5 separate regions of the Mus musculus genome follow, and all the other regions are linked to region 4. A link is a contact called in public HiChIP or PLAC-seq data. All regions are on one chromosome and are shown on one strand. Each heading gives the region's core, a stretch centred on a gene start, on an enhancer-like site or on the middle of the called end of the contact. The rest is flanking DNA. Distances are from core to core; before and after follow the strand shown.

The links. HiChIP or PLAC-seq counts read pairs in DNA pulled down with a chosen protein or histone mark.
Region 1: a contact with region 4 is called in an H3K27ac HiChIP or PLAC-seq map of trophoblast stem cells, with 15 read pairs. The contact joins the promoter of Peg10 here to the enhancer-like site in region 4. A contact is called at or near these places in 17 of 484 Hi-C or Micro-C datasets (cortical neurons, embryonic stem cells, microglia and 4 more), 7 of 115 datasets of contacts at active chromatin or transcription factors (embryonic limb bud, embryonic midbrain, embryonic stem cells and 3 more) and 2 of 9 other capture datasets (adipose tissue and embryonic stem cells).
Region 2: an H3K27ac HiChIP or PLAC-seq map of embryonic stem cells shows a contact between it and region 4, with 2.1 times the contacts expected there. The contact joins two enhancer-like sites. A contact is called at or near these places in 21 of 484 Hi-C or Micro-C datasets (bone marrow-derived macrophages, embryonic stem cells, extraembryonic endoderm stem cells and 7 more), 11 of 115 datasets of contacts at active chromatin or transcription factors (bone marrow-derived dendritic cells, embryonic forebrain, embryonic limb bud and 2 more) and 3 of 9 other capture datasets (adipose tissue, embryonic stem cells and liver).
Region 3: an H3K27ac HiChIP or PLAC-seq map of embryonic stem cells shows a contact between it and region 4, with 9 read pairs. The contact joins two enhancer-like sites. A contact is called at or near these places in 1 of 484 Hi-C or Micro-C datasets (embryonic stem cells), 3 of 115 datasets of contacts at active chromatin or transcription factors (embryonic stem cells and trophoblast stem cells) and 1 of 9 other capture datasets (embryonic stem cells).
Region 5: a contact with region 4 is called in an H3K4me3 HiChIP or PLAC-seq map of embryonic stem cells, with 30 read pairs. The contact joins two enhancer-like sites. A contact is called at or near these places in 14 of 484 Hi-C or Micro-C datasets (differentiating embryonic stem cells, embryonic stem cells, extraembryonic ectoderm and 1 more), 7 of 115 datasets of contacts at active chromatin or transcription factors (embryonic stem cells and stem cell-derived neural progenitor cells) and 1 of 9 other capture datasets (embryonic stem cells).

What each region holds. Positions count from the first base shown.
Region 1 is chr6:4,745,868-4,748,567 of GRCm38.p6, forward strand. It overlaps Peg10 (paternally expressed 10), which reads left to right and starts at 1,439. Exons shown (of 2, transcript NM_130877.2): 1 at 1,439-1,711. Sgce (sarcoglycan, epsilon) reads right to left here and starts at 1,337. Exons shown (of 11, transcript NM_011360.3): 1 at 1,113-1,337. The coding sequence starts at 1,221.
Region 2 is chr6:5,109,155-5,111,854 of GRCm38.p6, forward strand. It overlaps Ppp1r9a (protein phosphatase 1, regulatory subunit 9A), which reads left to right. Exons shown (of 16, transcript NM_001363809.1): 8 at 1,846-1,899. Among named protein-coding and RNA genes, the nearest start is that of Gm46949, 44 kb to the right of the region's middle. Within about 2 kb of position 1,432, at least 212 of the 459 cell types and tissues checked have an H3K27ac peak or open chromatin away from gene starts, as enhancers often do. A contact at or near this core is called in embryonic stem cells, where this site is marked.
Region 3 is chr6:4,676,221-4,678,920 of GRCm38.p6, forward strand. Sgce (sarcoglycan, epsilon) reads right to left here. Exons shown (of 11, transcript NM_011360.3): 10 at 1,847-1,890. Among named protein-coding and RNA genes, the nearest start is that of Gm38761, 23 kb to the left of the region's middle. Within about 2 kb of position 1,416, at least 9 of the 459 cell types and tissues checked have an H3K27ac peak or open chromatin away from gene starts, as enhancers often do. A contact at or near this core is called in embryonic stem cells, where this site is marked.
Region 4 is chr6:4,883,067-4,885,766 of GRCm38.p6, forward strand. No RefSeq gene overlaps it. Among named protein-coding and RNA genes, the nearest start is that of Ppp1r9a, 19 kb to the right of the region's middle. Within about 2 kb of position 1,450, at least 10 of the 459 cell types and tissues checked have an H3K27ac peak or open chromatin away from gene starts, as enhancers often do. A contact at or near this core is called in embryonic stem cells, extraembryonic ectoderm and trophoblast stem cells, where this site is marked.
Region 5 is chr6:4,657,679-4,660,378 of GRCm38.p6, forward strand. The region is part of intron 1 of Gm38761 (a long non-coding RNA gene); the gene reads left to right. Among named protein-coding and RNA genes, the nearest start is that of Gm38761, 4.5 kb to the left of the region's middle. Within about 2 kb of position 1,378, at least 5 of the 459 cell types and tissues checked have an H3K27ac peak or open chromatin away from gene starts, as enhancers often do. A contact at or near this core is called in embryonic stem cells and extraembryonic ectoderm, where this site is marked.

The DNA.
Region 1 (2,700 bases), core at 189-2,688, 140 kb before region 4:
TTTATTTAACATCCTTTCCCAGTCAGTATTTGAATGCCTTGTTCCTTTGCAAATTTCTCTAACAAAACAACAACAACAAACAAACAAACAAAAAAAATTTACAGGTTTATGTTTCAAGCCAAGGAAATGCTTGGAGCTGAGTCTCGGTGACCTGTTTCAAAGGTTTGAACCTACAGTTACTGCTCCCCAAAACATTCATTCACCCACAAGATTTAGAAACATAAAACGGCGCGGGGTGGGGGGGGAAGCTGAGGTCTCCGTGTAAACCTCACAAAGTCCGTAGCTGAAGGCTTCCAAAGCCCGCCAAGAACATTGGAAGCATCCACAGCTGTTTTCAATTGTTCTTGCTTTCCCTTCGTAACGTATTTAGTAGGGCAATGGGTGCTGTTTGCAGCATCTCTGGCCCCCAGCCATGGTTGACCCTGACCTGCACACCGCCGTTTGGCTCCCAGAATTTCATGATCCTGCTTCCGTGTTCGGTAAAACCTAAGGAAAAATCAGGTTCGCGCCACCAGGAAATATGCTTTAAAAAAAAAAAAAAAAAAAAAGCGCGCGGGGGGGGGGGGGCTTCGATCTTTTAAATGTCACATTTTGGTGGTCTTTTTCTCTCTCAACCAGATCCCAGAAAATGAGAAAAGATGTACATCTTTGTGTAAGAGAGAAAGCAGCTGGCCAGACATGTCCTTTGGTTCACATCTAGGCCAGGGAGTCTCAATTGTGGGATAAAACCCCCATCCCCACCCCGAGGGGCAACGACCCCCCAAGTCTGTTTCAGGGATCAGAAGATGTCCACCACTAGGCTGGGGGGGCGAGGAGGGGCGCCCTTCTTAATGGAAACTGGAGCTGAATTCCTGCCCTGCTGGACAGGGAGGGGCCGTGGGGGTGCAGAGAGAAAGAGAAGGCCAGGGGTCAAGCCTGGGGAGGGACCCACTTGGCCCAAAAGGTGGGCTGCAGGGTGTCCTGAAAGAGGGGTGCTGTGAGGGGGAGGCATTGGGCATAGAGCGGGACTAGCACCCTTTGGGCACGCCCTGGTACCCCGGAACCCGAGTGGGGGAGTGTGAGGCGGCGGCCTGTGGGCCCCTGAACCTCCATGTCGCGCGCAGGCCACTAACCTGTCAGTAAGAATGTGCCAGTGGTCGCGGGGCTCATCTTGAGTGTCCCCCGACCCTTTCCCGTCCAAGCACAAGGGTCTCCCAGCTCCCACCACCAGAATAATAGCATTCTTGGCCTGCCTAAGCCAACCGTCCTCGATCCTCCCCTCCCCTCCCTTTCTTTTTTTCCTCCCAGCTTGGCCAGTTCAGCATCGCGCACCCCCCCTTCCTGAGCCCATGCTGCCCCTAGCGGCGGGCCAAAGCAGTGCATGCCGCGCCCCCACCCCATCCCCCAAGGCGCCCGCCCACGCGCCCCCCTCCGCCCCCGCTGCTCGCGAAGCACGCTGGGATTTGGCGCCCCCCCTCCTAGGATCTCTCTATATAAGGCAAGCAGTCCGGACTCCCGATACACGCGTTTCCAACTTGAGTTGGTGTGTGTCGAAGAATCCTGACCAACTACGACCTGGGGAGAGCAGCCAACCGAGAAGGTCCACCGAGCCTCGCCTAGGTCTGCTGCGCGGGCTGCGGTCCGGAGCCTTCTCCGGACCGCGGTCACCCAGTGGACCGGGCCGTCGCGGGACCCCTCATCCTTCGTGGCATCGCAGAGGAATCCTCGTGTGGTGAGTATGGTTAGGATTTTTTTTTTTTTTTTAACTCCAAGAAAACGGTCACACGCAATCCCCGTTTTACATCGGGAGCTGCGGGAGATAAAAGTAGCGCCCCCCAAAATATCTCCTCGCAAATTTTGTCAAGCCTTCAGTGGCCAGATCCTGAGACGAGAGCGTGGAAAGCAAGTCTTCACGGCTTCGGGTCCGCGAATTCGGTTTCCACGACTCGCGTCCAGAAATGGTCGGTAGACACATGAGCTGCGGACAGCGATGAGCTGCAGACGCACATGAGCTACTGACCGAATTGTGATGAGCTCCCCAAATACGCTGCAAAGTGACTGGCTCTGCACTCTTAAGTGCCGCGCTACGAACGGATTGCACTGCAGACGGCCGCGTCTTGCGCTGTGATAAACTAACGGGCGCTTCATGCGCTACAAAATCCTAATAGGCGCTTCATGCGCTACAAAATACTCATAGGCGCTTCATGCGCTACAAAATACTCATAGGCGCTTCATGCGCTACAAAATACTCATAGGCGCTTCATGCGCTACAAAATACTCATAGGCACTTCACACGCTACGAACTGATGGGCGCTTCATGCGCTTCGCTGTACTAATGGGCGCTTCATGTGCTACGATGTACTAATGAGCGCTTAATGCGCTTCGCTGTACTAATGGGCGCGCCATGCGCTTCACTGTACTAATGGGCGCTTCATGCGCTTCAGCGTACGAACGAGCAAATGAAACGGGCGAACAGGCGAACCTGTGAACGGGGCGAACGGGGCGCTTCATGCGCCACAAACCAGCCCGAACTACGGTGATACCCAAAACCGATTCGTGTTTCACGTATTCAATTTGGAAAGCTGCAGGAGAGTAACCAAACGCAAAAGCGCAACAAGAGTGAATTTAGAAAATGCGCTACAAACTGCGGCACAGGCATAAGACCTGCAGCCTCTTAAGTGACACAGAAAGTAGCGTTGGGAAGACGAGAGAACGTATCTC
Region 2 (2,700 bases), core at 182-2,681, 230 kb after region 4:
GGCTAAGTGGAGTGCTGCAGGTGATGCTGACGAGGCTTCTGCCTGCCCCTTTCTGGTAGTCACACGTAGACATTTTGATTCAGTTACAGTTAGTCGTGTGCGTGTGCGTGTGCGTGTGTGTGTGTGTGTGTGTGTGTGTGTGTGTGTGCGCGCGCGCGTTCTTACTGAAAGCTATAAACAGAGCCCACACTCAGATTAGTTTAAACAACAGAGTAGATATTTTTGTTAGTAATGGATGGGAAAAAAATCATCCAGGCATATGAATTTGCTTTATTCTCTAAGAATATAATACCTCTGGAAAATAATTCCTTGTGGTTGTATATACATTTCCATGTTGTATATTAAAGAATATTCTTTTGTGGCTTTATTCTTGAGTGGCAGGTTATCATGGCTGTTTATTTGAGAGAGGTGTGTGGGGGGGTGTTATCTTTACAGCATCTTGCCTAGAGCCCCTCAGTAGATGCTTATAAAGTTCATCTTTAATTTTTTAGAGAAATGGCACAAGATCAGAACCTAGATATCCAAGATCTAATCCAGTTCTAGTGTTGGTTTTTTTTGTACAGTTAGGTTGATCATTTGCTCTGAGCCTCAGTTTCCCCACATCGCTGTACTCACTAAGGGATCAGGATTTCTGGTGAGCACAAAAGACCTCTGCCAGTATTTTTCACTGAGAAAGCTTGGTGTAGTTTCCTTGCCTGGCACACTCACACTTTGGGTATCTGCTAATGGCATCTGAGTGAGACGGACCACTAAGATTGTGGCATAAAACCAAGAAACCCAGATTCGGTACAGTCCTAACTCCGAAGTACTTTGGACAAAAAAAAAAGGGGGGGGGGTGAGATGGTGGGATGTGGTCTTCAGTAACTTTGTGGCAAACCAATTTAGGATTCAGCATAACCAAAAGAAACAGTGCCACCTGCATCACTTAGTGGCTGTGCTCAGCTGCAGAGCAGAAAATGTTCATGGGCTTGGCTGCAAAGTGTCTCCCTCCCCAGACCCTCCACTGGGCTGTTTGGACCTATAAAACCGGGAGAATTGGGAATTTCAAAAACATCCTTCCCATCAAAAACATCCAGAGAACAAATTGTGAACCTGTAAACTGTTTTCCCTAAATTCAAGGGTGTTTAGCCCTTAAAGAAATGAATGACCCCTAGAAGGAAAACAGTCGTGGTCGGGGAGGGAGTGGGGGCGGGGGAGTAAAGCAAACAAATGGCAAAGACCACTATTGTGTTGTAAAGAAAATGCTTTGGGGCTTGGAGTCTTTATACAGGTAGATCTTTTGGAAGGCAGAATTTTGAATCTGTACCTTTCCTGCGGTTAAAAAGGAACACAAACGGAAAACAAACCGGAGATTTCTGTGCCACTGCGTCCCACTCCTTCCTCTGCTGCAGAGCTGCTCTGCGGAATGTGAGAGCGACTCACAGAGCCACAGCGCCACCTTTCTGCACGATGTGGGAATGACTCTTCACACTGTGCGAGGCCTGTTGACTGGCTGGCTCAAGCCATTCTGTGGGCGAGCCTCAGGAAGGAAACAGCTCCTGGACGCTCAGATCGTAAAGGCAGAGCAGCAGAGGCCAAGAAATGAGTTTTCTTTTCTTTGGCCCCTTAGCAATTAAACTGGTAACTTAATCGGATATTAGGGACCGTGAGTCATAAACCCTATGTTTAATTAGTTTGCACCCACTGAGTCATTTTACATGCTAGACATTTGTAATTACAACCTGCTGCAATGCAGCAGGGTCCTGAGCATTTTTTTAATTGTGTCATAAGATATTCTTCTCGCTGCTGAGTCTTTAAAAATATAGAAACACTCTTAGTTGAGATGTTTTTCTTTTCAATTTTCAGTTGCAAATCAAACATGCAGTTACAGAAGCAGAGATTCAAAAATTGAAGACCAAGGTAAGCACCGCTCCGTGGTGTTTGAATTGTACTCTTTAAACTTCAGATACTCTGGGAGTAATGGATTTGCTCCCGTGCACTTGAGAGCATATTTCCATGAGATGGTCATTTCCAACATTAAGTACATCGATGGACCTGTCTTGAGACTGAGCATAACCGCACATAACCAGAGAAGGCCACAGGGCACTTGGTGTTTTAAGTAGATTTAAACTGTTTAGTCTCTCTGAAATTTCATTAAAAATAATATTTTTAATGGCTCAAGCATCTGTGTATTAATTTCTAAAATATAAGCTGGTATAGCAAATCTCCTTTCTGTCATTTACCTTATAATAATTTCAGCTAATTTACTGGAAGCAATGTATTGTTTTAATGTGGAACATTAATTTCTTTTTAGGAAAAACTTCCCATGTCTAAGAAGTAAAGTTATAAGCTCATTCTATGCATTGTGTAATTAATTTAGATTCAGCTGCTACTGGAAATCTTGAGATATACTCACTTCACATTATTTAAATTTGTTGAAGAGAAAAATATTAATAAAAGAAAATATTTTTAATCTCTATGAAATAGTGAGACATCAAAGGAAACTGTAAAATTCTTGTACAAGATACAGTTCTAGCTATTGTTGTTCATTTCTATCAAATGTATGTTTTCAGAGACTTAAAAATATCTTCAGTTGCTTTCAAACGATGCTGTATTGTTTCCATAGTCTTTTTAAAATTACAAAATAATTATTGCCTACGTCGAGTGATCTGTTTTCTGATTCACAGTGAATACATGCTTTGGGTTTTCCATGTGTTTTAA
Region 3 (2,700 bases), core at 166-2,665, 210 kb before region 4:
ACCTTTAATGCTTTAAATGTTTGGGAGGCAGAAAGAACCATCTCTCCTAGTTAGCACCCAGTGCTAGGGTGGTCTCGCTCCCTTCTGCACACAGATCCTTGAGAGGCTCACTGAGAAAACAGTAACAGCAAAGCACCCACGAGAAGATCCTACCGTCTGGTCTGTAACACGCATCAACGTGCAGAAAACAAGAGAGTACGAGGTCCGCCCTAACCAGAAGGAGGAACTCTTTCCATCGAAATGCTACTTTCCCAAAAATCTTTTTAGAAAAATATTGGAAAAAATGAGGTTGAGCAGCCAAAAGACCTCCAAGGGGAAGGAAGCCCTTCTTCATCAGTGTACCCAGCTCTGCCCATGTGCTGCTCCCGACAAGGAAAGCTGCCCAGTGCTGAGCACAGCACCCCAACATATCAAACAAGTCCCATTATCTACTGATACTATCTCCAACAGCACCTATTCAAGATCTCTATTCTCCTAGGAGGCAGAGAGTGAAAAAAATCTAGCTTTTCACAAGTCTCGAAAAAATGTTTATAACTTTCCTAGAAATTTTGTGATTTCTACTCATTGCACGCCACAAGTGAACAAGAGTCAGAAAGCTGACATCTCAGGAGAGACAGACTTCCTTGGTTAGAGAGAAAGGTGCTCTATCAGTTTGGTTACAGTCGTGTTCCTTTAATTTTTTTTTCTCTTTAAAAAGATAGCCATGAAATTAGAAGTAAGAACTTGAATGTTTTCCTCTTTCAGTGACGAATATTTATAACTAAGTTTGTTTCGTCATCAATCCCCTGGATGTTTACAGACGCACACCACCCATCAATATATTGAATGGTCTACTTGAATCATATTAGCATTTAATTAAATGAAGCAATCAAAACCCTAGGAACAATTCTGATAAACATCATCTTATAATTAAAATCTGATGAAAAACTTTATTATACTTGCCTCAAATCTTTGAAAAGTTGTCAAACGAAAATCTCCTTAAATTCCCGAGAGCAGTAATAGAGGAGATAACTCTGAATGAAAACATCCAATACATTTCTAATGTGGCTGGCATTTTTTTTTTTTTTGAGACTCACTTAATGGCTTTTCCCACCACAAAGCCACTATTCATACTTAGAATTCCACACTCAACTTACATTTTTAGAACTTCTCTTGCTTTCCAAAAGAGGAACAAAGGCATTACTGGTTGCCTGGCAATTAGAACTAGGAACCAACCACTAATTAGTAGACAATTGTGAATAAGTTAAGAATGAATGAAATAATTGGCTGTGGAGATTTTTTAGGGACACTTGAAAGAAATGAACTTAAAGAAAGCATGGCTTGGGGAAAGAGAACAGCCAGGGAGACTTGCCCATCATCTTGTCCTCACTGGTCATATTCTAATGGCTTTTTAAAGCAGCTTTAAAACAGGCCAACCATTTCTCATTGATCGCCCTGAAGGCTCAGCAATTAGTCACAATGGTTGCCCTTTGTGAGAGTCAGTTTCAACCTGATCACTTACTGAGACAAATCCTGGACCCACCCAAGCTAAAAATCTTTTATACCAAGGGGAAGAATAAGGAGTTCCCATGTAGAAAGGGAGTGGAATGCATCTTTCTTAATTAGACAAGACCTCCACGGAAGGACACTGCTGCTTTAAGATCATTTACCATTTGTTTGTCGTTCTGAGGCCCATTGATGCAAAAGTCTAAGCCACTCTTCTGAGCTCCTCAGTCTAATTAAGGAATGATACAACTGTTTTGCCTCCCGTGATGAAGACAAAAGTGTCATCAATTATAGAGTGCTATGACAATCTTTTACTATATTAGCTCATCCATAAACACTGAATTAGCATCTTAGTACTCACCTGTAGTCTGCGGTTGAGGGATCTGAGTCTGGTGTGGCAAGTTCCTAGAAATGATTAACATTATTGAGTAAAAATGTGTTTGCACACTGGTAATCAGAGACCAAGACACATTAAGATAGAAATCTGCTCGGAGAGGTATCACTCAGATAACGGGCTCAGGTTTTGCACCCTGTGGGGCATTGAGCTATGCACATACATGAGAGAACTGAAGACCAAGGAAGACAAATAGCAATCTCTGATAATGTCCATGAAATTCTTACCATATGCCATAACAAAACTCCCTCATGATTCTAAAACATAGGTCTTATTAGTTTTTCTATTTTCTTATACGTGAAAATAGCCTTAAAGTTTGAAAATCACACGGCTAATAACAGTGGATAAAGATATAAACACAGTGATGCCAGCAATTAAATTACTGATGTGTACAATCTCAAACTAGGTCTAGATCATAAAACCGGTATGGATCTGTGCATACACATATGTCTATATACATCATCATATCGTACAATCATCACTGGTACGTTATAACAGCTTTGAAGGCATATCACTACCTTTATTCACTAAACATGCTATCTTCATGCCAAAAAAGGCCATTTCCCTGCCTGGACTAGGAAGAGTTTCGAGTCCCCCTTGACGTTTCTTTCCGTTCCCAAAGGCAATCACTGGGATGTTTCTCAGCTTTCGTTAAATCTGTCCCCTTCGTTTACACCTTCATGTCTCCCTTGGAGCCTCTGACAGCTCTGATGTAGTTCTTCGTCCCTTACAACCCACTGCTGACCAGTGACCTCCCAAGACACAGATCTGTAACACACACCTCAATATTTCTTATTTCTTTCTCTCTATCAGCAAATTCA
Region 4 (2,700 bases), core at 200-2,699:
ACAGAGTATAAGAATTTACCTAGACCAGTAGTCTATATGGTTGAAAATCTATGTGCGGCCTAGCACAAGAAGAATTTGATTATAGATACAGAAAATTTGACCTATCCCAGACCAATGGAAATAGATCAACATTTAATACAATTTCCACTTGAACAAGATTTATATCTACTTTAAAATTTGGAACACATTGAATGGTATTATATACCGAATATTTGAACCTGACTCATAATCAGTTACTCAATTCAAAAATCCTTTTACTCTGACACTTGGAAGAAGACCCCACATCAGTTCTTATGTGAAGAGTTTGTTAGAACATCTAAAGGAGCAGAGAATTGTGGGAGTTCAGAGTGTGATATAGGACAGGCCCTGACTCTGTATGGGTGATGGAGAAAGAGACAGAGACAGAGAGACAGAGAGACAGAGACAGAGAGAGAGTAAGGAAACTAGAACTGAGCATAGCAGTGCACACCCGTCATCCCAGTAGCTGAAAATCATCCTCAGCTAAATAGCAAGTTTGGGGCCAAGTTGGGTTCGAATCACAATCAACCCATTCTACTTTAGTCCAAAGAGAACAATAATACGGATGCTTCAGAAGTCCATGAGAGAAATGCAAGAGTTCTGGAAAAGATAAGAAGCAGATGTGCAGCTCAGAGAACATCAAGTGTAGCCTTAGCCTTGCAGTTCCCAGGAAGGAACTTAGCTTCTAAGAGCTAAGTCAGATTAAAGTCCTAAGCACAGAAAAAGTCCACAGCCCTCAGAGTCTCAAATCAGGCAGACAACTTTTCATCCATTGATTCCAGCAGTAGGAGTAACATTGTGGCATGCTGTGACACAAGGAGGGTAGCACTAGAACCACCCTAGTGTGAAAACTTGTGCCACTCAGAGAGTCTGACATCGGGGAACAAGTCATCGAGCCTCAAATTGGCCTGTGATAGACCTGTGGGATGACCCAAGAGGCAACTGTAGAGAGCAAAAGGGTCAACTACTGATGGATCATCTTATCCAGAACCCAGGGGACAGGAGGCTGGATCTCCTGGGTTTGGGCTGGAGTGTGCATAGGGCAAGATATAGCCCTGTCCTTGGTGGCCAGGAACAGATCTTACCAACTGAGAATTACCCTGGACTTGATAGCTCTGCACTTCAGGTCAGAGGGTAGATAAAAATTTTTGTGCCCTACTACCTGCTGATTACTGCTCTGAGCCCCAAAACTTTGAATTTCCAGGAGTACACAATACCAACTGTCTCCATCCAGTAGGGAAATCTGGTACTCAGGAGGTCTTGTAGGTACAAAAGCAGACCCTCCTCATTTACTTATCTCAGTGTGTCAGTGAATTTTCACACTCCCAACGCCCTGGAAGAATACCTCCCACACAAAGCAGTCAACCTAGAGGGAATCACTTGAGAATGTCAGGAACGAGAATCTCTCCAGCCCACATAACATAGTTAGGTGTGGCCAGAGAGATCCCTGGTATGCTAAGGACAAAAATGGCCACTGTGAACCTGGTCTGATTGACAGCAGTCTCACACAGACTCAACAATACAACCCTGTAAACCAAAGGGAGTGTGCACCCCGTAGGTCAGCTTTCCTCCAGTTCAGGAATTAATTGGAAGTCTCCAATTTTTGAGGTCCTGAAAAGAACCTGCTCCAGCACAGATTTTTGTTTATCTGGTTGGTTGGTTTGGTGTTTTGGGGTCTGGTTGGTTGGTTTTTTGTTGTTATTATTTTGTTCTCTTTTTCTTTTATTTTCTTTGAGGGATATCTCTTGGGTTTTGAATTGCTATTGTTTAAATATCTTCATTAGCTTATATTAAATGTGCACAGTAACGGGCTCCACTATTACATCATCATACATGCTGAAACCCTATTGACTATATCTCTCCCCAGTGATCCCTCTCCCGCCTCCCCGCCTCACTCCTGGTGATCCCTTTTTTCTTCCTTGCTAGTGTCCCTTCTATTCTCATGTCCTTATGCCTATGGAGTGTGTGTGTGTGTGTGTGTGTGTGTGTTACACCTACTTGTGAGTACCTGTGTGTTTCATTAGCCTTTGTCATAGGAACATGGACTAGGGGTTATTTGCAAGAGCACAGGTACCTTGTCAGTGGCTACATCATGTCTCTCCATCTCTGGGTAACCAGTAATTGCCCATAGATGTTCGAGGGTGGGGTGGGGCCTTGTGAGCCTCTCCCCATCATTTTGGTTTTTTGCTACACTTTCAGAAAGATTTTTGCATTTTATGGTTTTTTTTCCACTTTCATTTTTTACTCCCTTTCATATATTCATCTAATTGTCTTTACAGAATTTTTCCATTTAGGGGAATTATTTCTCTTTAGTTTCTTTTCTCTTTTTGTCCCCTCTGTTCCCCACCTCTAATTCACCCAATAGTTCTTCTAATTTGACTTACAGGCTTTTAAAGGTTCTCTTACATTTTTATGTTTTATTTCCCTCCATACATTTATTTAATTTTGTTTTGTTTTTGAAGTTCTTTATTATTGGAGAAAAAAAAAACTTCCTTCATTTTCTTTTTTTCTAACCTCTGGACTCTCTCTTTGCAACCTTTTTCTATTTCATTATTTCTTCTTTCATCTCTTCATGCTGCTTCTCCTATTTTCTTCCCTCCTTCTGATTCATTTACTGTTTCCATACTTCTTTAAACCAACATTAACTTTATAATACATTCTAAAGCAATTTTGTTTTGTCTT
Region 5 (2,700 bases), core at 128-2,627, 230 kb before region 4:
AATAATGGCTCTTCATTGACAATTGAACAGAATACTCTGGCCTCCTAACGTAACTTCATTTTTACCATCTATCTTCTCAAACTTCTCTAGCTGCCTGCTGTGTACCCAGAAAGCAAAAGGAATTAGATGTCTAAAAGATCGGCTATGGGAAATACTTGTGAAAAAGAAGGGAGAAATGACATAGCAGGGGTCCACAGACAAAGCCCCTTTGCAGGCTGTGACATTTACACACAGAACAGTGTGTGTGCCAGGATCCTTAAGAAGATGTGTCACAACAGTGTCAAGAAATCATAGTGAGGGTGGTGGGGACCCTAGAACTAAGACTGTCCATCAGAGATGCCAAGTATTGAAAAGGTGTATGGTCAGTTAATACCTTTGTCATGCCTGGCCGTGGCTGGGATCAGTAGTCACAGACAGACAGAACTTCTAATAACACCAAGGCTGTTCCCAAGGTTTAAAGTGGGGGTTATCTGTCCACTGCCATCCTATATAGTGCATTTATAGCCGGCATCTCAGAGCAACACTTCCAGGACAATCGCAATAACCTACCTTGGCTGAGTACTTAAAGATCTCTGGAGCTAACATACAAGTTACTAAAGCCTGAAAACAAAAATAAAAAATTAAGGGATCATTTATAGTTAATAATAATGATAAACCAGAATTTACAATTAAATTCTCATGCTCCATGCAAAAAACAGAAAAAAAAAACAGGGATAGTCATATGTATGTGAAAATTAATAATACAGAGAACACAGTATTTTAATAAGCAAAGAATGGAGGGAGACAAAATATAATTTAATTTTAATCTCCGATGCAGAAAGAATGGCTTAGTCATACAAACAAAAGAAAATAAAATTCACACAATCATAATTTCTCTTAGTCAAAAAAAAAAAAAAAACAAAATTAAAAAGCAAAGTAGAAAAAAAGTTTAATGTGCTTACTTTTAATATCCTTATATAAGGATTTTAAAATTATTTTAATCAAGGTGTTGTCTAACTTGTGGCTGCTGCTTTCTAGTGTGTACGGCAGCATAGAACAGTTCATTTCAGCGCATTGGTTTTCATTTCATAACTAGCTAACTCAGAAAGAACTCGGATCACAGCAAAGCTAGTCGTTCTCAGTAGCCTACTGACACTTTGTGTTTACGTCACTTTTTTTTTTTCCTTTTGAAATGTGCTACTGTGGGCTTTCTGTGACACTGTCTGTGTTGTCTGGGACCCCGCCAATGTAGGTATGAATGTCCAGAGCCCCGACTGTCCGTGACTGAGAGCAAATTCTAAGGTCTTCCTGTAAAAACTACCAGCCCTTAGTGCTTCCCGCAGCTCAATCACGGTGTGCAATCACGGTGTGCAAGAAAGATGGCCGTTCTGGTGAGGGTTTTAGCGTGCAGACAAAAGCTTTCTGTCACCCTGTGTCCCTCTAGCAGCTCACGCCTACATTTGCTAAGTCAGTGAGCCAAAAGCGATATGGCTGACACTGGCCGGAGTTTTGCACTTTCACGGATGTGCTGATAGCTTGCTTTTGAGTCTTACTTAGTCATTGTGAATTATTTTTCTCTTCTGTGTTGTAATCGTCTAGTTTTTAATTCTTTTCTACGGCCTTGAGTCTTCCGTGCCAGGCCCGGGGTTCCATAGTTTTCCACAGTTCTAATCCGAGCAGGACTGTGAGTAAGAGCGGACATTTTAGGAGACAGAAACTTAAATCGCAGTGATCCCGCCACGAAGCGGGAGTGCATGCTTCATTTACAGGAAGAATCTAGCCATTAAAATAAAAAAATAAAAAAAAAATCAGTGGAGAGATCGGTCTATCACTCGGTGAGATCAGAAAGAAGGTTCCAGAGGGTCGGCATTCCTCGCGGAGCCTCCAGGGTTCTGGTTATCTTTAAAAGCCAGAGGAGACAGAAAGTCTGCTGAGATGGGAAGGTATGCGGGAGCCACCACCTGCCACTAACCTCTCTCCCAAGATCAAGACACTTGGCTGTGTAGTTACCAGCACCGGTCACTAACTTCTTCCAAGGACAAAATGTTTGGTTATGTATTTATTGTTATATGGAAATAGATTTTGGTAGTTCAAAATGTAAAACGTCCTAAGGAGAAGTAGCACAAAGTTTCAGGTTTTCCTGGTTTGCCCAGTTCTTGTGCTTTCTACCACCCAACTACAAGGAATCCTGTCTCTTAGCTTCTTGTGTTCTTGAAAATTTGTTTCAAAGATGGCAAAGAAAATTGCTATTTTTTTCCCCTCCTAACATAAAACATACCAGAGTTTTGAGCTTTTTCTCACCTAAAAATATTCCTTAGTGTCTTTCTCTATTAAGATACTACCTTTCCATTGTAGGGGGGGGGGGGGGAGAGAAAGTGAGCAAGAAAGACAGAGAATATGTGTGAGAGTGAGTGTGAGTGTGTGTGTGTGTGTGTGTGTGTGTGTGTGTGTGTGAGAGAGAGAGTGTGTGAGTGAGTGTGTGTGTGAGAGAGAGAGTGTGAGTGAGTGTGTGTGTGTGTGAGTGAGTGTGAGTGTGTGTGTGTGTGTGTGAGTGAGTGTGAGTGTATGTGTGTGTGTGTGTGTGTGTGTGTGTGTGTGTGTGTGTGTGTGTGTGTGTCTGTGGAAGGACAACTTTCCGGTGCCATCCACTTTGGTTTTCTGAGATGAGATCTCTCTGTGCCTGGAACTGGCCAGGTTAGAGCAGCTGGCCAGTCATCTAGA